Regions from separate parts of the Sus scrofa genome. Here region 1 is linked to region 2. A link is a contact called in public HiChIP or PLAC-seq data. All regions are on one chromosome and are shown on one strand. Each heading gives the region's core, a stretch centred on a gene start, on an enhancer-like site or on the middle of the called end of the contact. The rest is flanking DNA. Distances are from core to core; before and after follow the strand shown. Region 1 holds the start of CDC42EP5 (cdc42 effector protein 5). Region 2 holds the start of EPN1 (epsin-1).

What was found. HiChIP or PLAC-seq counts read pairs in DNA pulled down with a chosen protein or histone mark.
Region 1: a contact with region 2 is called in an H3K27ac HiChIP or PLAC-seq map of skeletal muscle, with 4 times the contacts expected there. The contact joins the promoter of CDC42EP5 here to the promoter of EPN1 in region 2. A contact is called at or near these places in 2 of 47 Hi-C or Micro-C datasets (embryonic fibroblasts and epiblast stem cells) and 1 of 2 datasets of contacts at active chromatin or transcription factors (skeletal muscle).

Annotation. Positions count from the first base shown.
Region 1 is chr6:58,851,033-58,853,810 of Sscrofa11.1, forward strand. CDC42EP5 (cdc42 effector protein 5) reads left to right here and starts at 1,394. Exons shown (of 3, transcript XM_021094975.1): 1 at 1,394-1,929; 2 at 2,172-2,328.
Region 2 is chr6:59,788,305-59,791,454 of Sscrofa11.1, forward strand. EPN1 (epsin-1) reads left to right here and starts at 1,648. Exons shown (of 11, transcript XM_021095052.1): 1 at 1,648-1,924. It overlaps U2AF2 (U2 small nuclear RNA auxiliary factor 2), which reads left to right. Exons shown (of 12, transcript NM_001315804.1): 12 at 336-470. The coding sequence ends at 470.

The DNA of each region.
Region 1 (2,778 bases), core at 144-2,643, 940 kb before region 2:
AAAGACAAAAAGACAAAAAAAAATATATATATATATATATAGTGTAAATATATTCTAATATACTTAAATTATACATCTGAAATCTTACGTTGTAGGTAGATTTTACATTCTAAGTTATATGTTTCTATTTATACCTGCCCATATCTTTACATGCATTTCTATTGTTCATTTTACATACACACACGTGTTCTTTTTCGGATTCTTTTCCCTTATAGGTTATGACACAATATCCACTATAGTTCCCTGTTCTCTGCCATAGGTTCTTATCATTTATCTGCTTTATCTGCAGCAGTGTGTAGCCGTTGATCCCAAGCTCCTAATGTGTTATCAAGGAAGGCATTAACCCACATCTATTACCAATGTATGTACAGCTGTATCACCTCTATTATCCAGATGGGGCCTGATCTAGTCCCATGAGCCCTAGAAGCAGCGGACCTTCTCCGGCTGGAGGCAGGAGGAAGTGCCACAGGCCTGCAAACCGGGGAGATGTGCAGCATGAGGAGGGGCTCAGCCCACCGCTGCCAGAGGAGAGACACATGGAAAGTAGCAGGAGGATGCAGGCGGCATCTCGGAGCCAGTTAGCCCCCAGCTGGCAGCTTAAGGGGCACAAGATTTCCTTTTGAGGTAATGAAAGTGGTTTGGAATTAGATAGAGGCCGTGGGTACACAACGTTGTGGCTGTACTAAATGCCACTTTAAAATGATTAAAGTGGGGAGTTCCCTTGTGGAGTAGCAGGTTCAGGAGCTGGTGGTGGCACCGCAGCAGCTTGGTTGGTTGCCGCTGCGGCGTGGGTTGGACCGCTGGCCTATGAACTTTCGCCTGCCGTGGGTGTGGTAAAAACAAAAAACTACCTTGGTGACCAAGTTTAGGGTGATTATTCCCCCACCTTCCCTTTTGCCTTGTATGTGAGTCCCAGGCTTAGTCCAGTCTGGCTCCTGACTGGATCCTGGAAGGAACCCTTTACCACTCAGACCTGACTCTGTTATTCCTGCTCAGTACCCTGCCCTCACCAAAGAACAAACCCCAAGCTCCCCGTGGCTTTCCGGCTGAACTCTCCAGGCACACCAAGCCCCATGCCATGCCTTAGTGCCCTCCGCTCCACCCTGAAGCCCAGCCTGCTCTGGATAGACTTCCTCACCTCCTCAGCCCCGGGAACTCCCACTCCTCCTTGGGGATTCAGTTCAGGGTTTAAGCCACACTTCCTGGTTATCAGTTAAACTCTCTCACCGTCCCAGCAGCAGCTCACAGCCGAGCCAGCCTCCTTCTGGGGACCCAGCTCTCTAAGGTCAGGACCCCCCCACCCTGGCCCCCAAGAGATCCTCCTAACACTCTAGTCTGACTCTGCTTGTCACTGCCAGGCACACTCGGTGATGGAATGACCTTTCTAGGGATGAGGCACTCCAGGCAAGGACTTCCATCTCGGGAGCTCTGCAAAGCAGTGGGGAGGCGGCCCCTCTTAGTTCACCTCCGTCCTTTGGCTGGTCTCACTGCCCGACCTCAGGCTCTCTCTATCTCCAGCTGGCTCTCTATCCGCCCCCACACTCCCCCAACAGCTGCAATCTGGAAGAAATTACTCTTCAAAACAGCCAGACTTCCCCAGTTTCAGGAAATTCCAAGCTGGCAGGGGGAGGGGCCGGGCTGGGGGGCCGCCCTCCCCGTCCATCCCCCACCCCCTCGGCCTGATCTCCCAGTCCCAGCCTCTTCCGGCCCCCACACTCAGCCAGGAGGGGCCTCAGTGCTTCCACAGCTGCTCTCTGGCCCTTTAAATCCTAGAAGCAAACTTTTGGGGGAAAAGGACGGCTGGGAGGGGCCTGCACCTTAACCCTCCCTGCCCAGGGCGGACGGAGCTGGACGGAGCGGTAACTCTGCTCCGGTTTGGGCTCCTACCATGGCCCCCGAGAGGGGCTGACACTTCCGTTCCTGGTGCAGGTAGAGGAGGGACTCGATGCCAGGGTCTGCCAGGGGTGGGTCTTAGACCTCTGGGTCTGTGGGCGGAGGGACGGGGACCTGGACTCCTAGGTCCGGCGAGGGAGGGGGGCTAGGACCCCTGACTTCTGGAGCTAGGACTCCAGCAAGCTCAGAGGGGGGAGGCCTGAGGAGGTGGCACTGTGGTCCCGGACACCTGGGTCCTGGATCCCCCGCCCGGTTCCGCATGGCACTTCCTCTGCCAGGTGAGATCCCCGCCCGGAGGAAGAAGGAAGGCGCCGACCTGGGACCAGGAGGCGGAGGCAGGCTCCGAACCAAGGAGAGGTGGCCGGGGTTGGGGGGTGGTCTCGGCTTGAGCCTGAGCCTGAGCGCACGCCTGCCCGCTTCAGCAAGGACTGCGAGGTAAGGGGCAGTGGTGGCTTAGGGTCCCTGGTCAGGTCCGGAGGAAAACGGTACAGACGGCCAAAGGGGCTGCGGCCGCTGAAATCCAGGCCTCAGCCACGTGGCCTCAGGAAGCACGCACTGGAGCCCCAAAGGGATCTGGGGAGTCCCCCCGCCCCGTCGGGGCCCCAGCCACCCAGTCGCCTCTTCCAAAGGGCTGAGAACCAGTCCGGCTGGATCTGGAGGGGTTGTTCTGTCTAGGCGGGGCAGCGGTGGGCCAGCTGTGCCCCCCACCTCTGCAGCTGGAGCCTGGGCAGGAAAGGGGCGGGGGGCGGATGGAGGCGGGAGGAGGGCAGCTTGGGGCGGGGGGGGGGGGGGGGGGGGCGGTGCACGCGCAATCGCCGGGTCCCGGTCCCATCCTCGCGCCTGCTCTCTGCTTCCTTTATGTTTGTCGCAAACAACAGCCCCTCT
Region 2 (3,150 bases), core at 398-2,897:
GGTGGAGGGACCCCCCCCCCCCCCCCCCCGAGCATGGTGCCTGATGCAGGGGAGACACTCAACACAAGTGGCCTCTCTCTGAGTTTACGCCTGGCCTCTGTTCTGTGGGGCTCTTGACTCCAGCTGCCTTTGCAGGTCTTTCCTCTGTTTCATTCTTTGATCCTGGGGTGCTGGAGGAGGTTTGGATAAATGTCCCCACACCGGCAGTGAGCCCCCTCTCGCTGCCTGGGAGTTCTGAGTTGGGGGTAGATGCTGGCTGGTTGCTGTGAGGGAGCCAGCTCATCCTCGAAGGCAGAGGCTGGTTGGTCTTCACACCTTGGCTCTTGTTCCCGCAGATCTTCGTGGAGTTCACCTCTGTGTTTGACTGCCAGAAAGCCATGCAGGGCCTGACGGGTCGCAAGTTCGCCAACAGAGTGGTTGTCACAAAGTACTGTGACCCCGACTCTTACCACCGCCGGGACTTCTGGTAGAGGCGGCGGGGGAGGGCAGGGGCAGGGCTGGCTGGGGGCTTCTCCCCCTCCCGCTCCCCCTCTTTTCCCCCTCTGAAGACCATGGGCAGAGGAGTGACAGCCGAATGACAGAATGACAGCCTGACAGCCGGCAGCAACTGGAATGGCAGCAATTAAGGGTGGGGGGTGGGGTGGGGCTTGGGGCGGGGAGGGACGGGGGAGTGCTCACACAGGCCCACACAGATACACACACAGAGGGAAGGGGGGGGCGGGGTGCGCAACAGGGCTGGGTCGGATCCCCACGGCCCCTCTCCGAAACAGTCTTTCCTCCCTTACACTCCCTTTCTCTTCCTCCTCCCACCGTAGAAACGTAGCGTGTTTATATTTTATGGCCAAACTATTTTGAATTTTGTTGTCCGGCCCCAGTTACGCTGCCCTCTCCCCTTTCAGGACCACAGCTCCCGTCCTCTTGGCCTCTGGTCCTCTCCGCGGTGTTGTCCTTGGTTTCTTATGTAGCTGATTCTTTCCACTTTAGTTTCTCCAGACCTGCCCCCCAGCCCCGTCACCCCGTCCCTCTCCTACTCTCTGTGGCAGTTTCATATTTGCTAAGACGAATTTGCTCATTAAACATTTTGTTGTATTTTACTTTATGGAGCTGCTCTTTGTCTGGTGTATGTAACCCCCACCCTTCCATTTCTCGGGGTTCCTTTGGCCTAGGCTGAGGCGTCGGTCCCGGAGGCCCGGCAGTCCTCAGCGTCACCCCGGCCACGACGCCCCGGCGCCCTTGGCACGCTGCAGGTGGCACACCCCGCCTGCGTGGCCTGCTGGTCCAGGAGGACGGTGTAGGGCGTGGCCCTGGAGAGGAGGGTGCCGAGCCCGCCTGAGGTGGCGGGTGGCGGCGGCGGGAGCCGTCTGGGCTCGTGGGCCCGGAGCTCAGGTCGCCCCGAGGGTCCGGCACTGGCGTGCGGGGGCGGTCTGGGGACAGCGCGGCTTCCCGGTTCGGTCGAGCGCGCCCGGCGGCCCCGCGCTGCGCCCCGCCCCTTTCTGTGCGTTCCCGGGGTCTGGAGGCTGCGGCGGCAACCGGGCGAGTGGCGCCTGACGACGAGGTCAGCGCGCCGGAAGTGACGCCGCGCGGCCAGGTGGGGGCTGGGGGCTGGAGTCTGCGCAGGCTTGCCGCCGCAGAGGGGCGACCGGGCGGGTCGAGCAGCCACTTCCGCTTCCGGTCCATCGCCTTCGGTTGCTTCCCGTCTGTTCGGTGGCTCCCCTCCCCCGCCCGGCTCTCCGCGCCCTTCCCGGGCGGCGGGGCGGCGGGGCCGTCGGTGTGCGGTCTTCCGTGTGTCCGCGCGTGCGTCCAAGCGCGGCTCCGCATCCACCGCCCGCGGCCCGGCGCGCGCCCAGCGACACCGAGGCCGAGCGGGGGCTGGCTGGGGGGCTGCCCGCCATGACCCCCCGGAGCGCGGCTTGAGGGGGCCCAGGTGAGTGCGGGCGGCGGGCGGCGGGCGGGCGCGCTCAGGCGTCTCCACGGTCTTTGTGTGTCTGCGCTGGGCCGGCCTTGGACCGCCCGCGGCTCCGACTCTCCCGCGTCTCTGTCCGCGCCTGGGCCTCCCGCGGGCCTCCGCCTGGGCCTCGCTGCCGCTCGGGTCCGTTTCGGTGCTTTTACACGGCGCTGTCCTTGCTTGTCCGTGTCGGGTCTGGTTCTGCGTTTCTGTCGCATTTCAGCGTGTGATGGGCAGGATTAGTGTCCGTGTCTAGGCTCCGCAGCTGTCTCCGCTCTGTCTCTGTGCATCTCCCCCGGCCCGCCGTCTTCCCCTATTACTTCTGTCCTGGTACTCTTGTCCTCCAACCCCGACTCCCTCTCCGGGGGGTCTGTCGCTTGGCCTAGGATAACCCCTTCCCCTGGGTTCTTGAGTTCCGAGTGATGAAGAACCCGGCTGTGGAATCAGAGGCCCATTTTTTGTAAGTCTGTAATGTTTGTCTGGTAATTCATCTCCAGGCCACAGTTTCCCAGTCTTTAAAGTTAGGGTATTCAGAGTTCCTACATAATAGGGCTGCTGTGATCATTCACCAAGGCAAAGTGCCCAGCCCTTGTGCATAGTAAGTGTGTGGTGAACTGCTGGGAGCTCTGGGTTCCGTTATTATTACTTACAGATTTTCTCTTGCATACACTTAACGTGGGTCATTGGAGCACCCCTTGGAGAATTTTGCGGTATCGCTTGTCTTGTATTTAGTTTAATAATTATTTTTGGGTCAGCTCATTTTGGAAAAACCTGTTTTCCTCCTACATAGTATCTGTGGAGTCTTAGGTTTGCCCTGTCAGTTGAATGTTGCTTCAGTACACTTGTATAAATACACGATGTTAAGATACCACATTTTTTGATGCCTCCCTTTTGGAAATACTGTTTTTTTTTTTTTTCCCCTATTAAAACAGCAGCCAACATTATTGAGCTCCTGTTATCTGTGGGGCGCAGTGCCAAGCACTTTATGTACCCATTGTATTTAATCAACAAGCCTGCCAGGTAGAAATCCTTTCCTTCATTTAAGAGTTGAGCAAACTGAATCTCCAGAGGGCCAGGATTTCATGTTCTTTCCTTTCGCTCCCATTTTCCTTGTCTCCTTTTTCGCAGTCCCAGCTTACTGCCTCTTTTATCTTCAGGGCCTCTGTCCTTGCTCTTTGCCTGCCTACCCCGCTGTCTCCCCATGT